2 separate regions of the Zea mays genome follow, and region 2 is linked to region 1. Evidence: chromatin contacts called from public Hi-C data. All regions are on one chromosome and are shown on one strand. Each heading gives the region's core, a stretch centred on a gene start, on an enhancer-like site or on the middle of the called end of the contact. The rest is flanking DNA. Distances are from core to core; before and after follow the strand shown. Region 1 holds the start of LOC100384591. Region 2 holds the start of LOC542304 (abscisic stress protein homolog).

The links. A called contact is a pair of places that touch in the nucleus more often than the background predicts.
Region 2: a Hi-C map of bundle sheath shows a contact between it and region 1, with 2.6 times the contacts expected there. The contact joins the promoter of LOC542304 here to the promoter of LOC100384591 in region 1. A contact is called at or near these places in 3 of 25 Hi-C or Micro-C datasets (bundle sheath, leaf and tassel).

Annotation. Positions count from the first base shown.
Region 1 is chr10:8,536,908-8,539,975 of Zm-B73-REFERENCE-NAM-5.0, forward strand. It overlaps LOC100384591, which reads left to right and starts at 1,428. Exons shown (of 14, transcript XM_020545202.3): 1 at 1,428-2,211; 2 at 2,643-2,728. The coding sequence starts at 1,985.
Region 2 is chr10:8,666,052-8,669,388 of Zm-B73-REFERENCE-NAM-5.0, forward strand. It overlaps LOC542304 (abscisic stress protein homolog), which reads right to left and starts at 1,367. Exons shown (of 2, transcript NM_001111891.2): 1 at 1,060-1,367; 2 at 521-928. The coding sequence starts at 1,290. The coding sequence ends at 743.

The DNA of each region.
Region 1 (3,068 bases), core at 178-2,677:
AATCATGATGGACCAATCAAAAGCCGTCACGTCGCCTCTCGTTCGTGTCAGCGCGTTGCCCGCTTCTCGTCTCTCTCTCACCCTTCTTTTCGCTTGAACGCGTGCTCCGTATTATACGGGCGAGAGCGAGAGATAGCCATGCTATCGTCGTCGCCCGCAGCTGACCTCAAGTCGTGCGCAAGTCTTTTTGAGCGTGTTGGGAGCAAGTTTTTTAAAGCGTCAAAAGATCATCAAAAGATTGGAAGGAGTCGTTATATAATGCTGCAGTTTTTTTTTTATTAAATACTAGCCGGTTGTCCTTGTTTTGCTACGTTTTTATATATCATATAAATATGTACTGAGATATTTATTTAAATACAAGTACTGTTTATTTCTAAACACTAATATACGTGCGGCCTGACGGTTAGCCACAAATTTATGGAGAGAGAGAGAGAGACGTGGATTCGAGTGCTTGCCCTGTAATATATTTTTTTATATAATTATTGTTTCTTTTTCAACACTAAGTTATGCGTGGCCTGATGGTAGCGCGGCGGGGTCGAGTGCTATACAAGCGCAATAACTAGCTATGGAGTCGCTAGGTCAATAGGGCAGTAGCTGAGAGACCGCTGGGCAAGTGGGGGCGTGGGGCGGGTCTAGAATGTCAACGTCGAGGATGAAGTTATGGTAGCACCAGATACCAAAATTAGGTTCTTAACAGATTACTAGACATGTACCCGTTGCCACGAGATGCGCGCGAGGGGGCGACACCTAGACGGGGAACAACACTAAGGCGGGGCGTGTGGAGCATGTCTAAAGTGTCAACACGGAGGGTGAAGCCGTTGTAGTGCCAGATGCTCATATTAGATTTTTAATAGAGCAGTATAGTACAGATTTAGATTAAAAAACATCAAGAATCGAGATAATATTATGGGAAGAGGTTTCAGTGGGTAGGGTCGCGCCCGCCGTCTCTGGGGCCACGGGCCCACGGACGGATACTGACCGTAGACCATCGACCATCACCGCCGCTCTCACTCCAGGGCCCGCCACCGGGCCTGAGCCCGGAAAGCGAAAGCGTCATCCTACGGAGCCCGCTTTCGGGTGAAGGATACCGTGACGACACGGAGCGGGTAGAGACATGAGCTTTCCAGGAATCCGGAGCGGTAGGTCTTGGGCTTTGGCTCCCGCTGACAGCTGGGCCCGCGCCCGCGGGACCCTGCCCCCGCCCTAATCCACCCACCTGTCCCTGTCCGTGTACAGCTGCGGCCATCATCGCGCTCGCGCCCCCTCATTAATGCCCGTCCACTCACGAGCCTTGCGACGACCTCACGTAGCTGACCGGTGGGTCCATGTCGCGCCGAAAGATTCTGCTCCCGGGCCCCGCGGCGCCACCTGGGAGTGAGGGCGACCCGGTCATTAAAATCCCCGCACCCACCTGTCGCCTTCCTCCTTTCTCTCCTCGCCTGCTCCACCACCACACCGCTTGCCCTCCCCGATCTCCGCACGCTCCGGCCAGCGGGACCCAACGGACAGCCAGCCGAACATATCCCCCCTACGCTGGCGCCGTCGCACGCGCCGCCACTAGGTGTCACCCGTCCTTGCGCCGCCGCCGCATCCTTCGACTTTCGATCTGCGAGCTAGCGATTCTCCGCTGAGGAGTGGGGCCCATCCCTCCGGAGCCCAACCCCAGGGCATCCGCCCGCCCCCGCCGCCGTGGCTCAGGCCCCACGCGTCATCCCCGCGACGGACAACGTAGTCACGCAGGTGGAGCGCGGTCCACTCCCCCCCCCCCCCCCCCCCCCCCCCCCCCCCCCCCCCCCCCCCGCGCTTCGCCTCCGCTGAGACCGCGCCCTGCTGGTGCGAGTACCCGGGAGCTTCCAAACCCTAGGGCCGGGCATCGAGCGAGCGAGGGGGTGAGCGCGGAGCCCAGGCATGCCTTGCCGCCCGCGGGGATCCAGGCAGTGATGCGCGGATCGGCGCGGCGGGGGCGGCCCGGAAGCTCGGCCGCATGAGGTGCCTCGTCGGCGGCGGCGTCCAGGACAGCCCGCGCGCAGCGGCCAAAAGAGTATCGCCGGCGTCGTGGCGGCTGGACGCCGCCACAGCGGAGGCGGACGCGGGGAGAGCTGAGGCCAAGGGGGTCAGGTTCTGCGTCAGGCCGCCGGACGTCATGGAGACGGTGCACGAGGTGGCCATTTACATCCACCGCTTCCACAACCTCGATCTGTTTCAGCAAGGGTGAGAATTGCTCGTTTTGTCCGCAATCCCGATCTTGTTTCAGCCACGGCGTGAATTTTTCGTTCTTCTCTATTTGTGCGTGTCTTATTTCTCGCAAAACGTTTTCTCGGGTTTACTTTCTTTACTGCCTTTTAGGGAGAACATGTTTTTAGATAGAACATATAAAGGTCCGAGCTATATGTTTGTATTTTCTCGAGGTGTTTCTGTCCTTGCCTTTCTCGTTCGGTCGGTTGTTTCCAGGCATTTCTTCTCGCAGCTGGGGAATTCCGATTTTCCTCATGATTATGTTCCCCTCAGGCCCTCACTGTAACTTATGTGCGACAGTTGTAATTGATGCCGCGTGTGGAACCTTTCTGGCACTTATCTGTCGAGTGTAAACATTTGCCATTTATTTTTGTTTCTTATGATATGTTTTTTTGGATTATGCGCAGATGGTATCAGATGAAGATTAGTGCAATGTGGGAGGAAGGTGGCAACAAAACACCGGCTTCACCTGCCAGGGTCGTGCAATATGAAGGTGTGCATCTCTATGGGCACTGAATAGCGTGATCCAGTCTTCTGGTCCCATATCCATCATTTCAAGATGTGCTTACATTGAAAGCGAATATTTAGTTTCGTACATGTGCTAGCATTCAGCTGGTAACTGCTTGATTGTTGTCTGCAGTAGTACCAGATCCTATCAGGACTATAGGATACTGAGAACAGAAACTTACATATTTATATGGGAGGAAACGTTATGATTTTTCACTTTTCAGGTTTCAGAAGTACCTTGTGTCCAGAGACTACTGTACCATCTTTGTTGTTTCCATCTAATTCTACTTTGGTAACATTAACATCAAGAAATTTGTTGCGTAGCT
Region 2 (3,337 bases), core at 117-2,616, 130 kb after region 1:
TTTATTATAAATGTGAACATGAATTTTTAGATAATTATAAAATGCAAGTATGTGGTCCTTTTAAAAAAAAAACTTGTGAGTATGTGGTCCTTTTCTAAACTTGTGAGTACGTAAATTTTTAGAAAGGTGTTTTATTCTATCTTTTTTTTTTGCAGTTTAGATATGTGTTATTCTTGATCTTAGTAGTACAGGTAGCTTTAATTAGCCGCAGTACTCTCATATACTATATATATATACGATTCACATATTTAGAAAATGTATACATTTTGTAAAACCGACATATATGATTCATACTATATGTGCGTGTTTTTTTCTCTCTAGGTTCGTAAACAATATTTAACTTGGAATAAAATTAATACACCCGTTAAAACAACACGGACGAGTTTTATCTCGGTCTAGCTACCAGCTTGAAATAGTAATTTCATCCATACATAGTTTAATAATCAATAAAATATAATATAGTAAAATATAACATAATGGGTACTAATACTTTTGGAGAAACGTAAACAACTAAACATGTAAGTAAATCAGAGTTGCATACATTTTTTCGGTCCTCGTACCACGATCATACACAAGCACATGCATACACACACGTATACATACGATAGATTACGTAGCCACGCTTATTCGTGCATCACACGAGCGCATACATACGTACGCGCGCACAACACGGCGGGCGCTCGATATCACTCTCACACGCACGCGTAGCACACGGGGAGGGACGACGATACGGGAGGATCAATCAGCCGAAGAAGTGGTGCTTCTTCTCGCCGCCGGCCTCCTCGGCCTCCTTGTGGTCCTTCTTCTTCTCGTGGTGCTCGTGGAAGGCGAAGCCGCCGGAGCCGACGGCCGCCGCCGCCGCGACCTCCTCCTCGATCTTGTGGCGGTGCGCGTGCTCCGGGTCCTTCTTCGCCTCGTGCTTCTCGTACTGTGCATGTCCACGTCACACGAGGTGACCGTCATTCAGTTCGTTCGATTAATATATATATTATTCTTTCTCGTTCATGTATGTATATATATATACTACTCAAGGAGGATCGGATCGGACGGACTACGTACGAGTGCGAAGGCGCCGGCGGCGATGGCGCCGGCCTCGCCGAGGTGCTGCTTGTGCTTGTGCTCCTTCTCCTCCTTCTTGTACTCGTCGTACTCGTTCTCGCCCGTGGACACCACCTCCGTCACCGTGGCCTCCGTGTACTCGGCGGACTCGCCGTACCCGCCGGCGGCGAGCTGCTCCTCGTCCTTCTTGTGGTGGAACAGGTGGTGGTGGTGGTGCTTCTCCTCCGCCATGGATAATGAAACGAGCTAGAAGAGGGATGACCGGCCTTAATTAGCTTGTTGGAGGGAGAGCAAGTGACAATTGGATCGACAGCTGTTCTTGCTTGTTGCTTGGCAGTTGCTCATCGTCTTATATAGCCGGATGGAGGGGCCCTGTGGACTGAGCTGGCATGGCATTATGGACGGTGGTGGAAATCAGTACGCGTATCATTATTATCAAAATTCAGACATGATTAATTAGAAGCGATATGCACCGTCTACAGAACATCTTTATATTATATACATGATTCAACTATTTGCATGATCGAATATACAATTATTCCCTTATAAGATAATACAGATTGTTACAAAACTGGTACTCAACCTACTAAGTTGGTGTTTGATTTTTAGAGACTAAATTTGTAGTCCATCTATTTTATTTCAGCTTAGTCCATAAATTATTAAATACGAAAACCAAAACTCTATTTTAGTTTATATATTTAATAATTTAGAGACTAAACTAAAATAAATGGACTAAAAATTAGTTCGTAAATTAAACATCCTCTAAGATCGTTTAAGATTAAAGTCAGTTGTTTGACTATTAGAGTTGTAATTCATAAAGACAAAAATACTATAAAAATAATAGAATCTAGTATAAATTAAAACCAAACGAACATGTTCCAAACCTTTACTGCTTGCCCAACCGGACAGGGCAGCTTATTTGGGCGGTGGGCCCACAGATGTAGTTGGGCGGCAGGGCCCACCGAGCTCGTGGTCGAAGCAAGCTGAGATACAGTGTCGGCAGGGCAGACGGATGATCCTTGGAATATCCGGAAAGCAGTTTTTTCCCCCACACACCGAAGCCAGCTTTTATATGGGTTTGACACGTGTGCCCATATGTCGGCTGCACCTCTCAGTCTCATCCTCCTCCTCTCGCTCTTTCACACCGACCACCAGCGCCTAAAATATCAGGCATATGATTTGTTTCCACACATCTAGTACTAATGCAACCGGATCATATCTCTTTTCACGAGGAGAAGATGACGGTGTCGGCCGGTTGGAAAAAAAAATAATGCAAAAGGCTACCAAGATACAGCTTCCCTCGCATTAAGACACGGAATGCCGATGGCGACCCTGAACCGAAGATATTTATTCCTCTTCGCTGATCGATTTAGGGTCCCGCGGATTCGACTGATGGAGACAAAAAAAACTAACATTCATCTACAGTCTGTGTCCATTCATGTCAAAGATGATTGCATTCTTCATGAGGCATATACATCTACTATATTTAAGCAGGAAAATCTTTTTTGTGAACATATTGATCAGTCATCTAAAAAGCTTAAGTTGATGGAAAAAATTAGTCAATCTATCTATACACTTCACAATGAGGTCGCAGCACTAGGGATGAAACCCCGCGGCCGCCCGCTTTAACCACCGCAAAATATTCTTCTTGCGGTTGTGCGCTATGTTGTCATTATATGCCAGAGATAGCCAAACGGCCCTGCCCGGTCCGGGCCTGTTAAAACCTGGCCCGTTTTGGGTCCGGTCTGTTAGACACGGTTAGAAAACCTGGTCGGACCGTCTAAGCCCGCGGGATCGATTTTCTGTCCGAGCCCAGCCCGCAGCGGGTCTAAACGGGTCGAAAAACGGGCTAAGCAGGCCGTTAAACACGTTTTAGTGTAAAAACGGGCTTAACAGGCTTAAAGGTAAATGAGTCGTGTCGGGCTAGCCCACCGTGCCTAGTTTTCTGTCCGAGCCCAGCGCGCTTATTCGTGCCGGGCCGGCCTGGACACGCATACAACCGGGTCGTGTCGGGCTCGGACCGGGCCCAAACAGCGGGCTTCGTGCCGGGCTCGCGGACCTCAGGCTTATTGGCCATCTATATCTATCAGTATGTCTGATCAGTACGCATCATCTGATTTGATCTTATACTTCAGCTCTTCTAATTTGCTCCGAATTTATATTCGGAATTTAATCTAAAAATATCTCATATTTCAACATATTCAAGGATTATAATCTGAATTCTGCGTTTTTTCTTTTTTCTTTTTTCTGCAGCAAAAAAAAAACAAATTGGGCTACA